Linked DNA regions of Capra hircus: region 1 is linked to region 2. A link is a contact called in public Hi-C data. All regions are on one chromosome and are shown on one strand. Each heading gives the region's core, a stretch centred on a gene start, on an enhancer-like site or on the middle of the called end of the contact. The rest is flanking DNA. Distances are from core to core; before and after follow the strand shown. Region 1 has its middle 25 kb from the start of ACTBL2. Region 2 holds the start of PLK2 (serine/threonine-protein kinase PLK2).

Region 1 (4,803 bases), core at 917-3,416, 930 kb after region 2:
TGCCACGTTCACTGTTTTGAAAGATGTGACCCAGAATTTTGTGAAGGCTCCCATACCTGGCCTCTAATTTTTTTCTTACTCACTTACGCTTGGCTAAGAAGAAAAAAAGAGCTTCCATAATCTTTGTAGTCCATGCAATCAAATCTTTTTCACTTTTTGTATCCCATTTCTATTATTATCTGTTCTGAGTGTAAATCCTCAGTTGTCTTCAGACAGCCAGCTCTAGTAGGACTCTGAGATTTCCCCCTCTCAAACTGGAACTCATTTGGAGCAGCACAAATCTCAAGCCATTTTACTGAATGAATGTTGGATATAAACAGGATTTTAATTCATGTGGAATGAAGATAGGAACTTGGATTATCAGAGAAACAACAAGCATCAAAGAAAAATGGTGTTTTCCTTTATAAAATACCCAGCACTGAAATAAAGAAAACAGCTGTTTCCTAAGTGAACATGCAGCTTCTCCTAAAGTCATGAGTTTCCTAGGTAATATGAATACATAAAATTTTTTCTGAGAACTGCTACATTTCCCGCCAGAGGAATCATGTTCATGATCTTTAAGTTGATCATAGAAAACAGACAGGAAAAATTATCAGCGCCACTTGTTTCCTAGGCAACCCCTACCACATACCTACTATGTGTCAGACACATATCCTGAGCTCTGAAAACAAAATGGTCTTTCCTGGGTTGGTAGCCACTTTGTGACTCATATAAAGCACACCTCTAAATGTACAGCTCCTATTGCAAGACAATGCACACAAGGGAGGTTCAGATGGTTTTACTCATCCATGGAACATGCGCATCACTCATCAAGGCAGGTAACTTTCACTGGCCTCACCTACAGACCCTCGGCTGACATGTGGCCCATGTGTGTGAAACTGATGCTGCTGCTTGTCCATTATCTGCAGTCTGCCTGCTCCTGGCAAAATCCTAGCTGCTGCTGCCCCTAACTCCCAGAAGACAGCTCTAAGAAAGGCTCAGTTTTCCATGTGGTACCTAAATGGTTTCTGTGGGGATGTCTGTTTCCCTAGTGGTTGCTGACATCAGACCATGCCCTCCCCTTCTCGCCTCCCCTGCCTCACCCCTCATCACCAGCAGGATCATGAGAAGTCCACACCTGGGAAAGCCCTCTTTATTTGCATACCGTCTCCCTTGGAAGACTTGCGCTCTTTGTCTACTTGACTAGAAGGGGAGAGACTGGAAGAGGAGGGAGGGTAGGAAGAAAGGCATTATTGATCCTCTTAGAATCTTTATAAGGGTGACTGTGCCTTGAATTTTCTAACCTAGCACTTAAAACTTTCTTCCCCTGCAGAAGTAAAACATAACACATAAAATTACCAATATTCTATCTTTTTGACATGCAAAAATGTCAGTTTCATATGACTCAGTCTAATAATAGTGACTGATTCTCTGAATCTGTTAGTTCTAAAGTTCAGTTTTCTGAGACTTCCTTGGGGATCCAGTGGTTAAGACTTCACCTTCCAATGAAAGTACAGGTTTGATGCCTCAAGGCCAAAAGACCGAATTATAAACAACAGAAGCAGTATTGCAACAAATTCAATAGACTTCAAAAACGGTCCACATCAATCATGTTTGGGAACGCATGTAAGAATTAAAGATTTTAAAATTTAAAAAAATAAAAAATAAAAATATTTAAAAAAAACTTTTTTTAATAAAGTTCATTCAGCTTTTTAATGGTTCCGATGACTACTGCAACCTGCCACTTTCCTTTGTAACTTTGTTACTATGGGAATTGGGTTCTACATCCCTAACAACTGACCGCAAACAAATTTTGGAACACAACCCACTTATATACTGAGGATTGCCTACAAAGGATGTTCTTTCTTAGGGAAGACAAGGCTGATGGATTGCATTTATTAGAATTACAGGCTAAGGAAACCACAAAAGGCTTACTTGGGGTCTCCAGATATCCCTCTCAGCCTTCTGGCTCCAAAACATAATCATAATCTAAGATTGTCTGGTGGTGAGCCAGGCCATCCCAGGGAGAACTGGAACCAGGGATACAATCCAGTCACGAGGCTGGACAAAAGCCACAGGTCTAAACATGGGGGCACAGAAGAGGCTGACTAATCTGTGGCTGGCTAGACAGGACATGTAGTCAAAAACAGTGGTGCACTGGGTTAACCTGTGGAGGTTTAACATTCCTGGTGCCTATATATTCCCCTGAAATCTTGATCTCATGGATCCAGGGTGTGCCATGGGCATCCAAATTCTACACAGTTCCCTAGGCAATTCTAATGAGCAGTCCCTTTTGAGAACCATTGTTCTAAACTTCAGTCCAAAGCCAGGAGAGAGATTCATGGGTTAAATAGTATTTAGAGGTCCAAAATGAGTCCTTGATCCAGGATATCACCCAGACAGGTGAAGCCAGTGGTCAGAAGTCCATGGTGCCTGGAAGCAAGCAGGCTGCCAGGAAGTCCGGACGGCCTGTGGGGTCACAGGTACCAGTCATGGCTTCTGGGGGCAGAGGGGAAGGGTGATGGGGAGAAGTCCAGAGACCAGGGGCAAAACTCTCTCCCAAGACATGGCCGCAGTCAAAAAAAAAAAAAAACAAGGAGCTGAGCTTGATGGACATGAGGTAGCACCCTGAAACTGAAAGGTGAGGCAATTCATTCAGTGCTAACTTCTCAGCTCCTTCTATCCTTCTTCCTACAGTCCAGATGGCTCCTACAGCTGCAAGGAGGAGGTTTCATTAACCCAGTTGCAGGGATAAAGACTTCAGGGGCAAGATCCCAGCAGGTCTTTATAGTTAACCCCACAGAATAAACAACCTACCTTCCTCCTGTATGTCATGCCCCAAAGACAGAGCTATTTCCTTTAAACCCTGCTCAAGACCTAATTCTTCAGAAAATTTTCCAGTCAAAGGGCAAAATGATGGTCCAGTCTCTTGACTCAAGGTACAGTCATGCACAGTTGAACAGTTTGTACACTGCACAAAGACATCCAACTGAGAGAGGCTGAAGCCTAAAAGCATGTGGCTTGGTGCAGGGCTCTTTCTACACAACTCAGTGTAGGCTAGCAGCAGCTCTGACAACAATGACTGATTTGTATCTATTCAAATATTTGCTGACTGAAAGATTAATTTGCTAACTCTAATCCATCTCCCTATCAAAATAGATGGATAAATGTTTTATTTTATACAACTCACCAGACATTCTACACTTACTTCACACACATATATTTTCTTCCTAAAAAATTTGCTCATGAAACAAACAAAAAAAATCCATCCAGAGTAGCCAGGGAAAGCTTCTTGCTCTGCTTTTTCAGCCAATTTTACCCACTGACGACAGCAGAGAAAAGTATAAGGGCCCCTTGTTTTGCTGTCTTTGTTTCCCATGTTATGAGCAAAATTGCACAGGAATTATGAACAGTTAGCAAACAGTGTATAAGTGACCAAAAATTAAATGACAGCTCTATGAACAGAACCAGACCAGTCCCGGCAAAGCCAAGCTGCTGGAATCCTGGAACAAGAATTAGGGAATCAAGTTCTACCCCTGGCCCTGGCCCCATTGCACTGCTGACCTTCGCTTGCTCTCACATCCCCAGCCTCCCAGGGTACACACAGGGCTTTGTGACCCATCCTGCACTGCCAAGACCACTGAGATGCTATTTGGATGGAGGCCACAAAGTCAAGTCACTGATGGGAGACCTCTTCAGCTGTGTCTCCCCCTGGGATCCAGCTCTGTCTCTCATCTCAGCCACTGCTTGGATGCCAATCCTTGAACAACGAGATCCATGGGAGGAGAAATGGGTTGTAGGAAGCATTTCATTCTCCAATGGGACTGAGGTTCTTGACAGAGCTTAACCCAACAGTGTAGCAAAATTCTAGTAAAATGTGACTATGCCTTCAAAGAACAGATACCTTCTGTACATTTGAACTGGGCTTTCCCTCTGCTCTCCCACACTACCCTTCCCCAGGCCTCACTCAGTAGGTAACCCTTTGATACCCTTTGTCCTGTGAGTCCATCACAGTTGCTACGTGCTCAGAGGAAGAGGACTCAAATGATCCCAAACAGACTTCATTTTCTGGCCTTTGTCTCTTTCTTCACCAGTGAAAGCACCCCTTCTATTTTGGAAATCGTATCTCTTGTGAACATAGGAACATGGTCTGTCTCAGCTGACTTGGAAATCATATCTATTGTGAACACACAAACACGGTTCTGTCTCAGCTGACAGGGGTCTCCGAACACACATCCAAGCCCGATTTGGTTGGTGGCCCAGAGAAATACCTCCCTTCTCCAAAGCTGGAAGCAGCACAAAGAAGGAAAGGGTAGAGAATACACCTTTAGAATTTATTCATATTTGACTTCGAGTCTCACAGCCTTGTCTTCCTTCCACTCGCTCATTGGAAAGCTCTGATAATGTAAGAAGTCTCTGGAGCAAATAGAAAAAAAGAAATTCTTACTTTAGTGGAGTTTTTGATATCACCCCTGAGTCCTCTCACTGTCTCAAGTGGGCCTGGTTCGGGGGTCTTGTCTTAATAGGGGCCTCCTACCCTAGTGCCATCTTCCTCTGGGAACTTGAATTGTAAGACTGGGTAAAGGAAGAGATAGATTTTGTATGTTTTGCTTTGCTTGCTTTTGTTTTGCAAATAACCAAATATTTGCCTTTATTTCTAAACTGGCCTTCACCTTGCTCACCTGGAAGAGACCAGGATCTGAGATAGACATTGACACTCCCCACCTTTCTACTCAGGTCCCACCCCACCCCTGCCCCCCAGATTTAAGAGATTCCAAGGCTGGACCAAGCTACTCCTAAAGCCCTTTCCAATTTGAGATTCTA
Region 2 (4,880 bases), core at 2,210-4,709:
TCTGAACATTGGTTGCCTATTGTTTCCTACTGATATTTTGGTTTGTTCTTAATCTTTAAGTCTTTATTCTATCTGAAGTAGATTTTTTTTGTACCTTGTATGTGTTATGGGCTAAAAATTGTTTCCCCTCAAAATTCATGTATCAAATCCCTAGCCCCCCAGTACCTCAGAAAGTGACTGTATTTAGAGTTAGGGCATTAAAGAGGTGATTAAGCTTAAATGTTGCCATTTGGGTGGGTCCTAAATTCCCCTGTAGAAGGGCTAGGCTATCCACTCCAGTATTCTTGGGCTTCTCTGATGGCTCAGAAGGTAAAGAATCTGCCTGCAAGGGAGACCTAGGTTCTGGCCCTGAGCTGGGAAGATCCCCTAGAGGAGGGCATGGGCAATCAACTCCAGTATTCTTGCCTGGAGGATCCCCGTGGACAGAGGAGCCTGGCGGGCTACAGTCCATGGGGTCACAAAGAGTCAGACACAACTGAGCGACTAAGCACAGCACAGCACAATCCAGTCTGACTGTTGCCTTATAACAGGAAATTTGGACTTACAAGGGGACACCAGGGATGCTTGCTCATAAAGGAATGATCACATGAAGACAAGACGATAAGGTAGCCAACTGCAAGTCAAAGAGAGAGGGCCCAGGAGGAACACCTTGATCCTGGACTTCTAGCCTCCAGAGAGAGAAAGTAAATTTCTGTAAATTGAGCATTCAGACTGTGGTATTCTGTCAAGGCAGCCCTAGAAAACTAATACAGTGTAAGATACAGACTTCATTTTTTTTTTAATATGGAAAAGTCAATTTTCTACTTTCATTTATTGGATAGTCTCCTTTCCTCACTAGCCTAGCATGCTTCCTCTGCCATATACCACAACTCTCCATACACATGCATCTATATCTAGGCTCATATACCACAGTTCTATATACATGTGCATCTGCTTCTAGGCTCATATACAATTCTATATACACGTGCCTTTATTTCTAGGCTCTTTAGACTATTTCACTGGTTAGTTTATCCCTATGAGAGGACCAAAGTTTCTTCATTGCTCTAGCTTAATAGAGCAACTTAATAACTTACAGTCTTGATGACTGGTAGAGGAAAGACCCTCCTTTTCCTAATTTTTCTGGAAAATTACTTTGCTCTTTTTGATCACTTACAGTTTCATATAAAATTTGCAATGTGTGTCAAGTTTCACTAAAAATAATATTAGGATACTGCTTTACATTAAATCTAGAGAACTACAGGAAAATATCTTTTAATTAAAGATTTATCTCCATTTGAAAGTACGTTTATTTCCTTTTCTGCTCTACTAATAACAATTTTAGTTCTGTCCACATGATGGCACTAGAAACCAAAAAAAAATCAGATTTTTTTTCATAATTGGACAGAAGACTCAATAACACATATACATGTTAGTGTTTTATTAAGTGCTCAAATGTTTTGGAGGATAGACCTGTATTTCCTATGGCATGTTCAACAAACAGTACATCAAATGCTTAAGTAAATTTGGTAAAGAGATATACAATAATATATGATAATCAAAAACTGGAAATAATAAAAATATCATGATTATTCTTCACAGTCCTTTTATCATAAAAAGTCATAAACAAACTAGATTTAAAAGTTCATTATCAGCAGATAAAATACACGTGGTGTAAAATTAGCTCTGGTAATTTAGGTAGTAATTTCTAAACCAGCAAGCCTACTATAGGCTAGTAAACAACTCTGCCTAAATCTGGGGGGCAAAGGTCACCCCTAGGTTTAACTTTAAAGAGGAAGATTACATAAGTCTTCATGTCTACCTCTAGGTCCACCCCTGCCCTGACAATTTGGGGGTAAAGTTCACTTTTACAAGAAACATGCCTGGGCTTGCCCTGTTTACAGAATCAAAAAGGAAGAGTCATAGAAGACTTTCTCTTTCTACTTTGTAATGCTAGTGACACTCCTTTCTACACTATGTGGGAAGGACTTGAGACAGTCTTTGAAACCATGCATACCTAAGTCACTGATAACATGCATTGTTGTTGTTGTTTTAGTTGTGAAGTCCCATCGGACTCTTTTGCGACCCCATGAACTGTGTAGCCCAGCAAGCTCCTCTATCCACAGGATTTCCCAGGCAAGAATACTCCTTGATGGTATCTGGACTTGAGCCAACCCTTTTCTAAATACTTTCCAGGGGGTTAGTAACCTGATGTTCTATATAGAACTGGAAATTAGTATTGAAATATTGTGAAATATATCTTATCTTAGATTTAAAAATTTGCCTACTGATCATTAACATAACTTGGATGATCTAAATACTTATACAGAGAGACTATATAAGAAGTTACAAATTCTTTAAACACCAGATTCGTCATCTGTAAAATGGGAATAACAGTATTTTCTACTTAAAACGGATGCAGAATTAAATAAGGCATTTGAAAACACTAAATATGGTGTCCTGCACATAAAAATGCTATTGTCATTAGAGCAAGAAACAATGGTGTTCCTAGGTAGGCACATCTGAATTGTGAAATCTGGAAACAGGAAACAGCCATGTTTTAACTCAGTAGGCTATGTTCCTCCCTCATACTCCAATTCCCTCCATTTGGAAGGCCTAAGACTGCCTCTCTCAGCACCAGAGTAACCTCATGGCTTAATGAGCCATTTAAACGACGCAGTCTGCATAACCCCTTCGGAAGAAGAGATAGATGGTTTCGATTGTAAAACCATAATCAGCACCAGGAGCCGGATTACACTGCTTATTGTCAAAGCAAGCCCATACTGCGGCCCACTCCAACCGCTAACTGCGCTTCTGGCACATTCCACGAGATGGCGCCTTTGCTCCCAGTCTTCGGACATACTGAAGGCGAAGCCTTTCCCAGGCAACTGCCTCCCTCGCCAAGGTTAAGAGCCTGACTTCGGAGAAAGGCTTGATCTAGGGTGATGGGCACTAAGTGGGACTTGGCCATGGTGAGCCGACCGGCCTGAGCCGAAGTCTGCCCCGTTCAGAAGCAGCGGGGAGCTCCGAAGACCCTGCTCCGGGAATCCCTGCCTTTCAAGGGCACGGCCTCCCCGGAGGGACCCTCTAGACAGGAGCGGGTAGGGTAAAAGAGCGGGGTCCGCGGCAGCCCGGTGGCCCGGGGGAAGCCTCACGTGCCTGTGCGGTGGACTCTGGCCACAGTCACCCCATGACACCGGAGGCGTCAGGTTGCGGGGCGGTCAGCAAGGGCTTTGCGAGGGAGGGAACCTGCGATGACCGCAGCGCCGCGAGCCACCGGGTGGGGCCGAGGCGTCGGCCCCCGGGTTTCTACATCAAACCTAGAAGTTCGAACATTCCAAGAACGGGGTGCTGGTCAAGAGGACGGCCGGACGCCTGTGTCCGCCTCCTCATCGCGGGGGGCGCTTCCCCGCGGCCAGACCTCCCGCTTTCGCACGTTCCTCGCGAGCGGAAACCCAGCGGCCCTTAGCGACCTCTCTCCTGGCCCCGCGCGCTCTAGAGGCCGGTGGGCGGGGCGTTGCCCGTGACGTCGCGTTCCGTGTCGATTCTCCGCCCCCTTCTCCGCCCATATATAAGACTTCGCCCGGCGCTCGCACTCGCACAAGTGGACCGAGGCGTCGGGCGCGGGAGGTTGGCAGAGGTGGCGGGGCAGAGCTCGAGGGCAGAGGCCGGCTCGGTCGTGTGTCCGCGCCTCGGAGGTGGTGGCCGGTAGTTAGGCGACGAGGCGACCATGGAGCTCTTACGGACTATCACCTACCAGCCTGCCGCCAGCACCAAGATGTGCGAGCAGGCTCTGGGCAAGGCTTGCGGCGGGGACTCGAAGAAGAAGCGGCCGCAGCCGTCCCCCGAGGAGCCGCAGCCGCCGCAGACCCCGGCGCAGGTGCAGCCGGCGGTCCCGCACCATCATCACCACCACTCGCACTCGGGGGCCGAGATTTCGCGGATTATCGTCGACCCCACGACGGGGAAGCGCTACTGCCGCGGCAAAGTGCTGGGAAAGGTGACGAGCGGTGGGCGCCCAGCTGCCAGGCGGGAGGGAGGTCTGCCCGGGCGTTTCCCCCGCCCTCCACCCCCTACCCCGCGGGCCGGGCCGGGCCGGGCCGGACCCGGAGTCCCCGCTCCCCCGCCGTTTCTCGATGTCTCGGTAATCGGAGCTCGGCGCGGCGTGGGGTGGTTACCTGCCCTCCTTTGGCTTTTGTGCACTGACAGCGCGGGGGTCGCGTTCTCCATCCTTGACCGCGGCTGTCTGCCTCTTCCACGAGCCCTAAGACATTGATCTTGAGGCCAGAAGCGAGGGTTTTCTACACCACACCTAGCCCTCCAGATGCCTCCCCACCCCCACCCCAGAGGATTTCCTTGCACATCTCTTCAGATCCTATTTCTCATCTCCCCGACCCCCAGCCCCGCTCCGTAAAGCTCCTCTTTGTAAAAGGAGAAGGGGCACCGTTTTAACTTAACTGTTGTTAGGAGTGCTTTCCCTTCGTGAAGAAGCTTTTGAAAAAGTAGACCGCGTCCCTCTGTCCACCCTTCCTCATATTTTTGCTTATCTTTCTCGTTTATTTATTTAAAAAAAATCTGCCGTCCATGTTCCTGCCATACTCAATTCCCTCTTGGCTTTGTTTCCTTTCAGGGTGGCTTTGCAAAATGCTACGAGATGACAGATTTGACTAACAACAAAGTCTACGCTGCAAAAATTATTCCTCACAGCAGAGTAGCCAAACCTCATCAAAGGGAAAAGGTGTGTATGACTGTTGAGTAAAATATTTTCTTTGTGTGCAGAGATGGCCCTTCCCTGTTAGGAACATGTCTTCTGCATGTGTAAGCAGCTGGCTTTGCAGAAGTGAAGGAGGCTAATAAGACTGATCTTGCTTTTCGTTTTAGATTGACAAAGAAATAGAGCTTCA

What was found. A called contact is a pair of places that touch in the nucleus more often than the background predicts.
Region 1: a contact with region 2 is called in a Hi-C map of blood, with 4 times the contacts expected there. The contact joins the enhancer-like site here to the promoter of PLK2 in region 2. A contact is called at or near these places in 3 of 5 Hi-C or Micro-C datasets (all in blood).

The regions. Positions count from the first base shown.
Region 1 is chr20:21,828,180-21,832,982 of ARS1.2, forward strand. No RefSeq gene overlaps it. Among named protein-coding and RNA genes, the nearest start is that of ACTBL2, 25 kb to the right of the region's middle. Within about 2 kb of position 2,167, at least 1 of the 5 cell types and tissues checked has an H3K27ac peak or open chromatin away from gene starts, as enhancers often do.
Region 2 is chr20:20,899,787-20,904,666 of ARS1.2, forward strand. PLK2 (serine/threonine-protein kinase PLK2) reads left to right here and starts at 3,460. Exons shown (of 14, transcript XM_018065725.1): 1 at 3,460-3,976; 2 at 4,607-4,714; 3 at 4,858-4,880. The coding sequence starts at 3,707.